2 separate regions of the Zea mays genome follow, and region 2 is linked to region 1. A link is a contact called in public Hi-C data. All regions are on one chromosome and are shown on one strand. The core of a region is the stretch at or near the end of the contact, and the rest is flanking DNA. Distances in the headings are between cores, read along the strand shown. Region 1 holds the start of LOC100284418 (Ubiquitin-60S ribosomal protein L40-like). Region 2 holds the start of LOC100284314.

Region 1 (5,582 bases), core at 1,586-4,085:
TAGATACTGAGATGCCTCAGTCAAAAGAACTGCCACGAGAGCAATTTAGTGTCCAAAAGAATTCTACCAGTTCAGAGAAGGGCATCGTCGCCACTTCATGTACTACCAGAGCGATTCAAGAGGTGGATGTCGAGTCTGAAGCTGAAGCTACGGTCCTCTACACACTTGAAGAAACTGATCCTACACCATGGGCGGCTTGAGGGCAAGCCGCATTTCAAGGAGTGAGGAATGTTAGGAGTGGCTACCATGTGGGGCCATTGCCAGGGAGCAGGTGGGTTTCTACAACTATAAAAGGACATTTGTATAGGCTAAGGACATCAATTACCAATTATCAGAATACAAACACTGTCATTGTCTATTCTCTCGTCTTCTTCCTTCCTTTATCCCTCTCCACGCTCCAGCTAGCTTCCTCTCTACTCTCTATATCTGCTATTTCTCGTTAGAAGCATCTGTGACGCTAACAGCCTGCCGCTGCCGCTACTCGAAACATTCAGCTTAGCAGGAGGAAAGGAGGAGGGGATGATCATGGGTCTCACAAGAGTCAGTCAGAGCAAGGGCTAATGGAGTACTGCCTATTTAGAATATATAATCGTCGTTCTAGATGATGGCCACACTAGAATAACTTAACAAATCTTTATTAAATGTTAAGTCATTCGTGATAGATGTGTGTATGTATGTATAACTAGAATATGATCAAATGATCATTTAGGTAATTATTTATTATTATATTGTGTTAAGTCATACATATTTAGTTCTGACGTCTTCCAACGTGAACTGGTCTTCCAAGAACCCCTGACGTCTCATCTCTCCGAACGTGCCTCTCTAGTATCCCCAGAGAGAGCAGTTTGCGTTTTGTGAGGTTGTGGGGGAAAGCCCAGCCCATGGGCCGCGCATGATTCCTACTGGACCCTGGGCCAGCTGCTTTATTACATGTCCTTTATACAACTGGCAAAGCGCCGAGCAGCACAGGGCACAGCACTGGCGGGGCAGCATGAGGCTGTTCGGCAAGCACGTGTTCCCTAGGCAGATCGTCTTGTTCGCCGCAGGGTATGTGCCTGTGCCTCCCCCGTCGTTCTCCTTCGAATTCTCCTCAATCGCAGCCGGGCGGCGGCGCGGCATCGCTGAGGACTGCATGCTCGATTAAACTGAGTTGCATCGCAGGATGGTGTTCTTTGGGGCGACGACGTACGACGTGCACCGGTCCATCAAGAACAACGAGCAGCCGCCGACCAGGGAGCAGATGGAGGCGCTCCAGGACTACATCAACTCCAAGAATCCAAGAGGACCTCCAAGAGATTGAGGGGAGCTGGGGAGGCCCTCCACGAATCCAAGAAGCAGTGAGGGGGCAACAAGCGGGTGCGTGCTATTTGTTCGACGATATCTCACTGAGGACTTCTGGAAACTGGATTGTGTATAAGAAACCAGTAAAATTAAGGCTGTCTGGTTGTAATTGTAAATCAGTAAATGGCTGTGTAATTATGAGACTAGTTGGGCATGTTTCGAGGATCCTCGTTCTCCGGTGGACGTACGTTCGTAAGGCTAATCAGAGTGAGGATTTCATGTCCCTATTTCTAAAAATGCCACGTCAATTTTATGGTTGAATGAAACATCATCTCTCAATAGAGAGTTTTATCTCACTATTTTATATATCAACATACTTCTTAAATGCTGCATATAAATAACCAATAGTATTTACTCAATTATATGAAGATGAAACAAAACACTCTCAGTGGAGGTTTCACACAGTTTTCAGACCTTGGAAACGAGTTAACATAGTTTCATCTCATGAAGCTCCATGAAACTCTTCCTTATTAAATGATGTGACATGTCATCGAAATAGCTGATGTGTCAAGCTAATAAATACATGAAACACCTCATGAAACCTTCATTGTGATTAGCCTAAGCAAACCACAGCGAAAGGGCGTATATGAAGAAACATCTCGATCAAGAGTAGCACGAATTTTTTGTTTCTACTACAACTTTATTCAGTAAAATATCACATCCACGGCGTTAAAGTAAAAATTATTAAGCGTCTAAGAAATTTCAGCTGATGCTCCATATATGTCACGCAATGACAAAAGCCGATCATTTCCCGCCAATCTTGGACATGAACCTTTTCTTCGACCTCAGCTGGAAAAAAAATCAAAATAAAGGGCGCAGGTTAGACGAAATGAAAGAATGACCAAATGGCACGCAGATATGCTGAATTGGTATATATATCGGATGAACAAAGAGTAAAACTACTGATGCATGCATGGATTCTCACCTCGTTACTGTGCCCACACTTTTTCTTGCGGCAGTTGGTTGCCCTGGGCGGAAGCCGCGCATAGCACCTGCGCAGGACAAAAAAAAAAAAACGGATCAAAGTTAATCAGCGCATCCATATGGATATGAAATAATAATAAAGCTATAGCAAAGCGAGCTCGATCGGCTGGCGTATATATGTGATACACATACTTGCGGCAGACCATCTTGTTCTCGTTGTACTTCTGCGCGAGCTCGCGGAGGCTGGGCGGGATCCCCATGGGGTAGCCGCCCCTGCTGCCGCCGCGGAGGCGCAGCTCCAGGTGCAGCGTCGACTCCTTCTGGACGCCGTAGTCGGCCAGGGTGCGGCCGTCGTCGTCCAGCTGCTTGCCCGCGAAGACGAGGCGCTGCTCCTCCGGCGGGATGCCTTCCTTGCCCTGGATCATGGCCTTCACGTTCTCGACGGTGTCGCTGCACTCCACCTCCAGCGTGATCGTCTTCCCCACCAGCGTCTTCACGAACACCTGCATCATCTTGCCCACGTCGTCCTTGATGCCCCTCTCTCTCACACTCTGCGCTTCTTACGGTTTCGTGGGGTGGGTGGTAGTGTGGTACGGAAGGACCTGTGCTCTCCCTCCCCTCTTTATATGGACACGAGGAGGTGACTTGCCCGCCGCGAAACAATTTTTATATATGCATGTGCGGAGAAATTGATTAAAAAAACAGGAGATAATTAGGCTACTTCGACCACTAAACAAAACGAAATCTACAAATAGCGAACGTGACTCCTACGAAACTGATGAAGATTCTCTCTCTCTTTTTCATTCGTCATCAATTGAAATTACTAATTTATACGTAGCACTAGTACTACCTGCATGCCTAGCTAGTCGTCCCAATATGTCAAGCCTGGGAGAATCATATACAGGTCTAAGATTCAGGGGATGTTTAAATATAATAGACTTAATAGTTAGTTGTTAAAAATTAGCTAAAGACATTTAAACATTCTAGCTAATAATTTAGCTATTATCTATTTTTATCAAATTAGCTAATACCTGGTTTGGATGTAGATATTGGAGCACAGAACTGAGAATTTGAATCAGCTTTACTAAATCTTGTTTTTTGGTTGCACGTGGAATTGAGACTTAGAAACAGAGACCCAATTTCCTAGATTTCGACTATAACTAGAAACCTTCTCTCCCAATATAAAGCCTCACCCCTCGATATTGTGTGGAATTAGACCGCACAATTCTAAATTCCAATTCAGTGACATCCAAACAATAGAATTGGAATTACATCACATTTCAATACCATATCTGATTTGTATTCAACCTAATTCAATTCCATCCCCTCCAATATCAACATCCAAACGGAGCATAATAGTTAGCTAGCTAATTCTACTATCAATTTTTTAGCCAACTAACTATTAGATCTCCTTAGTTTGGGTTGATCCTACATACACAGAAGCACTCTTCGGTTGACAGAATTACATGGGGCTCCTATCTTCTTCCTCATTCTTTTCACTTTATGAATTCACCCCACGTTTCTTTTTCAAAACAAAACTATAGAGTTTACCCCTATATCATCTAGAGGTGTTAATGTTATAAGTTCAAGTAACAAAAAAGGACTGGTTTTCACATGTGAATTTGCCCTGTGATTTTTAGGCAAATTGGGATGCGGACCTTGACATGGAGTCGTATGTCTTCTCTTTCTGGTCCACATATTTTTGAAAATTGAAATGGACATACGATCGGAAATGGTCGGAAACAATATAGTCTCGTACGAAAACGATTGTCGATGGGTCAGAAATTTTACCCAATTTCATAATCAATATATATATGACAACTACAATACATTGTTGACAAACATTTTTTATTTAACATTTAAACATGAGAGAGTATAGAAACGATGTTGTATTTACGGAAATGATAAGGTTACGAGACTCCTGTTACAGTTTTCAACAGCATCTGTGTTATGGGCCGCGCGGTCAGGGCCATTGAACGGCTTTTTTGGGCCAACTACTTCGGTCACGTGACATGCATGTCCTCCGTGCTTCATTGCTTGGGGTTCCCCAGCCCAGAAATTTCCTTCTCAGCTAGACACAAAACGTTTCTTTTTGTCAAGGGAACTAGACACAAACATCTGCCTCGGGATTCAGATGTGCGTCGCTAGGTGCTACTCCTTCCTTCCTTCCTTCCTTCCTACTGTATGCTGCTGCTTCTAGATATGACCCTTCACGGCGTCGAGCATGTCGTACGGGCGGCCGGCGAAGATGTCCTCCAGCCGCGACTCCCACCGGTCCAGCGCCAGCGCCGAGATGTGGGACGCGTTGGGGCCGTCAACGAGCTCGTCCGTTCTCCTGCACCACACTGATGAACACGCGCGGCATACAGATGGAATGGAGCACCACGTCAGCTAACTGCTATCCATCAGTGTCATCCCTTCCCTACTGGTCAACTATCAAGCCATAAAAATTGTATGAACAGGATTTTAGATGACAACATCAGCAAGTATCGTCTCTGCAAGTCCTATGGTCGCAACTCAACTAGTGCTAGGAATATGTGCTAGACTTTTTTGAGCAACCACGAGCACCTAAAAACAAAAACCTAAAGCACGATCTAATACCAAATAATGAACCGAATTAGCAAGCACGAAATAATATAGGTCAGATTAGCGCGACCTAAAGATAAACTTAGTCTAGAAGGTCAACTAAGCATAGACCGAGCTTAGGTATGGGTTAGTAACACTCGTGAGTATTTATCCATTGCCTCCTAACGGAACAAATTCTAAGCTATTTTTTTTTTATTTTTGACTGACAAGGGATTTACGTAACCGAACGAGTGGGGTGAGTGAAGCTCGCTCCATTTTTAGGACATCAATACCTACAGATGATTGCAACAGGGCATAGCAACATCGATCAAAAGGTTTCCTGCCAAGCATTGCACAGAATGACATCCATACCAAACAGTACAGACAGGACTAAGAAGCAGAGTGCAACAAAACCAAAGCATTCAGAAGCGGCCGGTATATCCATATAACAAACCCAACCAGTACCCACTGTCCGCTGGGGCTTGTTTGATGTTTAACGATGTATTATTGTCCAAGTTTCACCACTCACATCCCCCCCATTATTCTCTCCAATCTTCCATCAACTCAAGCTGAGCAATCAAGGTAAAACAAAAAAAACAGGATAAAATCCAAATGGTATATGTGAAATCTAGCAACCTGCGGGGCGGGCGCGCACCCTGCGCTGGATGGGGGTCCGGCATGAAGGGCATTCCTTCATCCCTTGCTTCTCATGGAGGTCGCTGCATTTGGCACAGACCACCTGGTGGGCGCAA
Region 2 (5,582 bases), core at 2,307-4,806, 190 kb after region 1:
AAAATTCCGTAGCTCTTTCTACCGCCGAAGCCGAGTACATTGCCGCAGGCCATTGTTGCGCGCAACTACTTTGGATGAGGCAAACCCTTAGGGACTATGGTTACAAATTAACCAAAGTTCCTCTTCTATGTGATAATGAGAGTGCAATCTGCATGGCGGATAATCCCGTTGAACATAGCCGCACTAAACACATAGCCATTCGATATCATTTTCTAAGGGATCACCAACAAAAGGGAGATATCGAGATTTCATATATTAATACTAAAGATCAATTAGCCGATATCTTTACCAAGCCTCTTAATGAACAAACCTTTAACAAACTTAGGCATGAGCTAAATATTCTTGATTCTAGGAACTTCTTTTGTTGATATGCACACATAGCTCATTAATATACCTTTGATCATGTCTCTTTTATGTACTATGACTAATGTGTTTTCAAGTCTATTTCAAACCAAGTCATAGGTATATTGAAAGGGAATTGAAGTCTTCGGCGAAGACAAAGGCTTCCACTCCGTAACTCATCCTTCGCCGTCGCTCCAAGCAACTCTCCATCTTTGGGGGAGAAAAGGACTCCGTATTTGGTATAATCTTCACTCATTTATTTACGACCAAAGGGGGAGAGAGTAATTCTAAGGGCTCTAATGACTCCGTTTTTGGCGATTCATGCCAAAGGGGGAGAGAGTATTAGCCCAAAGCAAAAGGACCGCACCACCACCTAATTTTAAAACTAAGGTTTTTCAATTGGTATGATTTTCAATTTGGTATCTCCTTGTGTTCAAAAAGAGGAGAGAGTAGTATTTTCAAAATCAACATCTTAAAACCCTCTTGAACACTAAGAGGAGGATTTCATTTAGGGGGAGTTTTGTTTAGTCAAAGGAAAAGCATTTGAAACAGGGGGAGAAAATTTCAAATCTTGAAAATGCTTCGCAAAATCTTATTCATCTACCTTTGACTATTTGCAAAAGGACTTTGAAAAGAATTTACAAAACAATTTGCAAAAACAAAACATATGGTGCAAGCGTGGTCCAAAATGTTAGAAATGAAGAAACAATCCATGCATATATTATCAATATTTATATTGGCTCAATTCAAAGCAACCTTTGCACTTACATTATGCAAGCTAGTTAAATAATGCACTTCCATATTTGCTTTGGTTTGTGTTGGCATCAATCACCAAAAAGGGGGAGATTGAAAGGGAATTAGACTTACACCTTTTTCCTAAATGATTTTGGTGGTTGAATTGCCCAACACAAATAATTAGACTAACTAGTTTGCTCTAGTGTATAAGTTATACAGGTGCCAAAGGTTCACACTTAGCCAATAAAAAGACCAAGATTTGGGTTCATCAAAGGGAGCAAAGGGATAACCGAAGTGTGCCCTGGTCTGGCGCACCACCGGACAGTGTCCGGTGCACCAGTGGACTTCACGCTGAACTCTTTACCTTCGGGAAAATCCAGAGGCGCTCCGCTATAATTCACCGGACTGTCCGGTGTACACCGGACAGTGTCCGGTGCCCCAGGGAAGAGCGACTCTGGAACTTGCCAGCTTCGGGAATTTGCTCCACTATAATTCACCGGACGTGTCCGTTGTACACCGGACAGTCCGGTGAGCCAGCGAAGCAACGGCTATTCGGCGCCAACGGTCACCTGCTACAGCATTAAATGCGCGCCAGAGCGCGCAGAAGTCAGGCACGCGCGAAGTGGCGCACCGGACACTCTACAGTGTATGTCCGGTGTGCCACCGGACATCCAGGCGGGCCCAGCAGTCAGAGCTCCAACGGTCGGAACCCAACGGCCTGGTGACGTGGCTGGCGCACCGGACACTGTTCGGTGTGCACCGGACTGTCCGGTGCGCCATGCAACAGCAGCCTCCACCAAACGGCTAGTTTGGTGGTTGGGGTTATAAATATCCCCAACCACCCCACATTCAAATCATCCAAGTTTTCCAACTTCCAACCACTTACAAGAGCTAGGCATTCAATACAAGACACACCCAAGTGATCAAATCCTCTCCCAATTCCACAAAAGCATTAGTGTTGAGTGAGAGTGATTTGTTGTGTTCTTTTGAGCTCTTGCACTTGGATTGATTTCTTCTTTCTCATTCTTTCTTGAGATCAATACTCACTTGTAACCGAGGCAAGAGACACCAATTGTGTGGTGGTCCTTGCGGGGAAGTTTTGTTCCCGGTTAATTTGAGAAGAGAAAGCTCACTCGGTCCAAGGGACTGTTTGAGAGAGGGAAGAGGTTGAAAAAGATCCGGCCTTTGTGGCCTCCTCAACGGGGAGTAGGTTTGCGAGAACCGAACCTCGGTAAAACAAATCCGCGTGTCACACTTCTTATTTGCTTGCGATTTGTTTTTCACCCTCTCTCGCGGACTCGATTATATTTCTAACGCTAACCCGGCTTGTAGTTGTGATTAACTTTGTAAATTTCAGTTTCGCCCTATTCACCCCCCTCTAGGCGACTTTCACTGTTCGATATCCACTATGGTGAATCTTATTTGGGGTAGAAAACATCTGTGTTGGTTGTGGGGGTGGTAATGGATCATGATCCAAATATGTCTTCACAATAAGTTATGACTCTTAATTATTTTTAGTTCAAAAATGAATAGGAATAGTATCCGATTCTAATCCAATTTGATCTTTAAATTTTGTAATATAAAATCTAGAGCTCATTACCACCCCTAGTTATGTATGCAAGGAAAGAAATAAGCCTTACCATGTCTGGTTTGTGGCGAGAAACACGAGAGGCGGAATGTAGTGAGGAGGAGGAAGTGCTCGTGATGATAGTTACTCGTGCAAACAATAAGAGATAAGATTTATCTGGTTTAAAGCGAGAAGCGAAGAAGTTGAACAGACTTATGCAGTAGACACAAGACAACTGTCGAAATCGGTGATTTATGGGAGTAGAGAAGAGAATTGATAAATGGTTGGTGGTCGTTAGGAAAAAGCTAGATGGGGAGATTGTGGAGTTCCTGTACATGTGTGCAGAACGGCAAACGAATGTGCAAGACAGGGTACAAGACAACCCTATTTATATACATAAACTTCATCTATGGAAAAAATTGTCTGACCATAAGATATTTTTGAAAGCTATTGATGTGAATACGGAATACATTATTTTGAAACATATGATGTGAACATGGATTACATTATTTCGAAATATATAACATAATCATACAGTACTTTATTCTGAAAGATTAACACGGAGTACTTGGAAGTTTGAACCAGACAATACGACGACCAAAACGACCATGAAAAGGAGCTGACTAGCTGAGCCATTCATCAGGATTTAGCCCAGCCATTCAGCCAATATCTTAAACAACCGCTGTCAGCTGGGCCCAACGCGTAGAGAAGCCCATCCGATCTGCGGCAGGATCTGCCGACAGAAACGGCCAAGCCCACTAGCCCAGTAGTAGACATTAGACACCCGCAGGAATCACGACTCACGTTTTCGAAGCGATCGGGATGCGAAGCGATCCCGAATCCCGATCGGCGATCGGCACCAGCAGCTCACCGTTACGTTTTCGAATACTCTGCACCTATTGGAGCAAAGCCACCTCCTCCAGCGCCCCACCCGCCAGAGGCCCGATCGTCCCACACTCCCACCACGCGACAGGAACACAAAAACCCTAGCACAAGCCCACACGACGCCACCCGGCCCCGGACGGCCGGCCCCCCCGTCCCACGTTCCCACCGGGCTCCGAGCACAAAACCCTAACCTTCTCGCTATTAAAGTCGGCGTCCAGTCCGTCGGCTGCTGCTACGCCACCGAATCCGCATCTCCTCGCCGGTCGCGCACGGGCAAAGCAGCGATGGCAGCAGCGACGGCAGTTGGCGGACACGACAGGGTGGAGGCTGCGGCGTCGTCCGCGGGGGCTGTGCTGGCCGTCGCCGTTGCCTCGCAGAGGTTGATAGGCCTGCTCGCTCTTGCGGTAAGTATTATTGCTGTCCAGTTTGACATGTCACCTGATAATCATGTGATTCTGCTTCCTTCACCGTTCGGCCTTTCAACCCATTACCCTGTTATTGCTCTGCTATTAGAGCTGTTTTTTTAATGAGACATGCGTATTTTGCGCTTTACTGATTTTTTAGTATTCGAGTCTGCAGATCTAAGGCAATGTTGAAGAATTTTGGCCTTCTTTTTGTATTAGGTAGCACATAGTTTTTTTTCGAATAGATCTAAGCAGATCCGGGCAGTTAATTTTACAAATTTTAACTAGAAACCACAATGTATAATTGTATACTAGACCAGTCAATACTCTGCCCTACCGAAAACTACTGTCACTCACAATATGTTAGTTCACTGTTGTATCGGGTAGTAGTTGATTGTGCCTGGAGGATTTTTTAGATCTTATGGAAGAATCTATTGATTGGAGCACGTCTAGAGGAATTTATTGTTTGGGGCAGTGCTGGCACAAATTGAAGACAAATGCACACATGAAACTGATCTGGTCATAAACATTAGTTGGGTTTTAGAGGGCTCTGTTTTCAATCTCGAGTTGCCACAAGATCTTCTAAAACTCTTGTTGTTAGAAATATCTTCTAAAACTCATGTAGTTAGAAATTTCTAGGCCAGAAACCCCGGATAATTTTGCTGCCCTCTAGACTTTCTAAATGTGCCACTCTTTCTTTCACTGTATTTTCCTTTTGTAGTTATTGAATTATTATTGTCACCCATTTATCTGATTGGTTTATTTATTTGTTGTGGAGTATGTTGTAAAATATGCTTTGTTTTGTTTATTTCATCTTTTCCTCTAACGTTGGCCTGTGCTCTGTGCTGATGCGTTCTTAGGTTCAAACTGTAAATTGTGTAGCAGAAATATATAATGAAGACCAGCAGGAAATATACAAGTAAATTCTTTTTCCTTTTTTTTAAAATATTTGCTCTGTGACTTAAGTATGATAAAAACATAACTTGTGATTTTGATTGTTTTAAAGGTTATTATATGGAAGAATCAAATCTGAAAATGTCCCTGAAATTAAGGCTGGGTCAGATGATGATGATGACGATGAAGACGATGAAGATGAAGATGAAGATGATGATGATGATGATGATGATGATGATGAGGGTGGTGACGACGACGATGAAGACGATGATGATGAAGAGGGGGGTGATGAAGATGATGATCCTGAGGCTAATGGTGAAGGGGGGAGTGATGATGACGACGATGATAACGATGGTGATGATGATGGTAACGATGATGACGACGATGAAGATGATGACGAAGATGAAGATGAAGAGGATGACGACGATGAGGAAGAACAGCCACCTTCCAAGAAGAAGAAGTGATTTGCTCTTTCATGGATTCACCTCAGCTTCTCCATGCTGTTAGTTGTGTTGTTTAGATCATGGAACAGCTTTGGGACAAATGTTGCTTGTCATGGTATTATAGTGTAGGAAACCTTGACATCTGATGTTAAATCGTTATCCTACTTTCTCCTCTGCATGTAGTCTTAATTGTGTGTTTTAGATTTTTACTTTATTGGAGCTGTGATTGTGTCATGCCATTCAGTTTTATTCTGCTGAGGCCAGTGTCATGCCATTCAATTTATTTCTTTTACTGAGGCCTGAGCACTCAGG

Evidence for each region. Hi-C and Micro-C count contacts between places; a contact is called where the count stands out from the background.
Region 2: a Hi-C map of ear shows a contact between it and region 1, with 2.2 times the contacts expected there. The contact joins the promoter of LOC100284314 here to the promoter of LOC100284418 in region 1. A contact is called at or near these places in 3 of 25 Hi-C or Micro-C datasets (ear, leaf and tassel).

Annotation. Positions count from the first base shown.
Region 1 is chr2:204,438,655-204,444,236 of Zm-B73-REFERENCE-NAM-5.0, forward strand. It overlaps LOC100284418 (Ubiquitin-60S ribosomal protein L40-like), which reads right to left and starts at 2,836. Exons shown (of 3, transcript NM_001370624.1): 1 at 2,458-2,836; 2 at 2,267-2,333; 3 at 1,954-2,130. The coding sequence starts at 2,777. The coding sequence ends at 2,086. It overlaps LOC109944601 (a long non-coding RNA gene), which reads left to right and starts at 937. Exons shown (of 2, transcript XR_002267702.2): 1 at 937-1,047; 2 at 1,162-1,637. LOC103647645 (putative E3 ubiquitin-protein ligase RF298) reads right to left here. Exons shown (of 3, transcript XM_008672149.2): 3 at 5,188-5,582. The coding sequence ends at 5,459.
Region 2 is chr2:204,629,622-204,635,203 of Zm-B73-REFERENCE-NAM-5.0, forward strand. LOC100284314 reads left to right here and starts at 3,557. Exons shown (of 3, transcript NM_001157209.2): 1 at 3,557-3,933; 2 at 4,794-4,852; 3 at 4,940-5,582. The coding sequence starts at 3,814. The coding sequence ends at 5,291.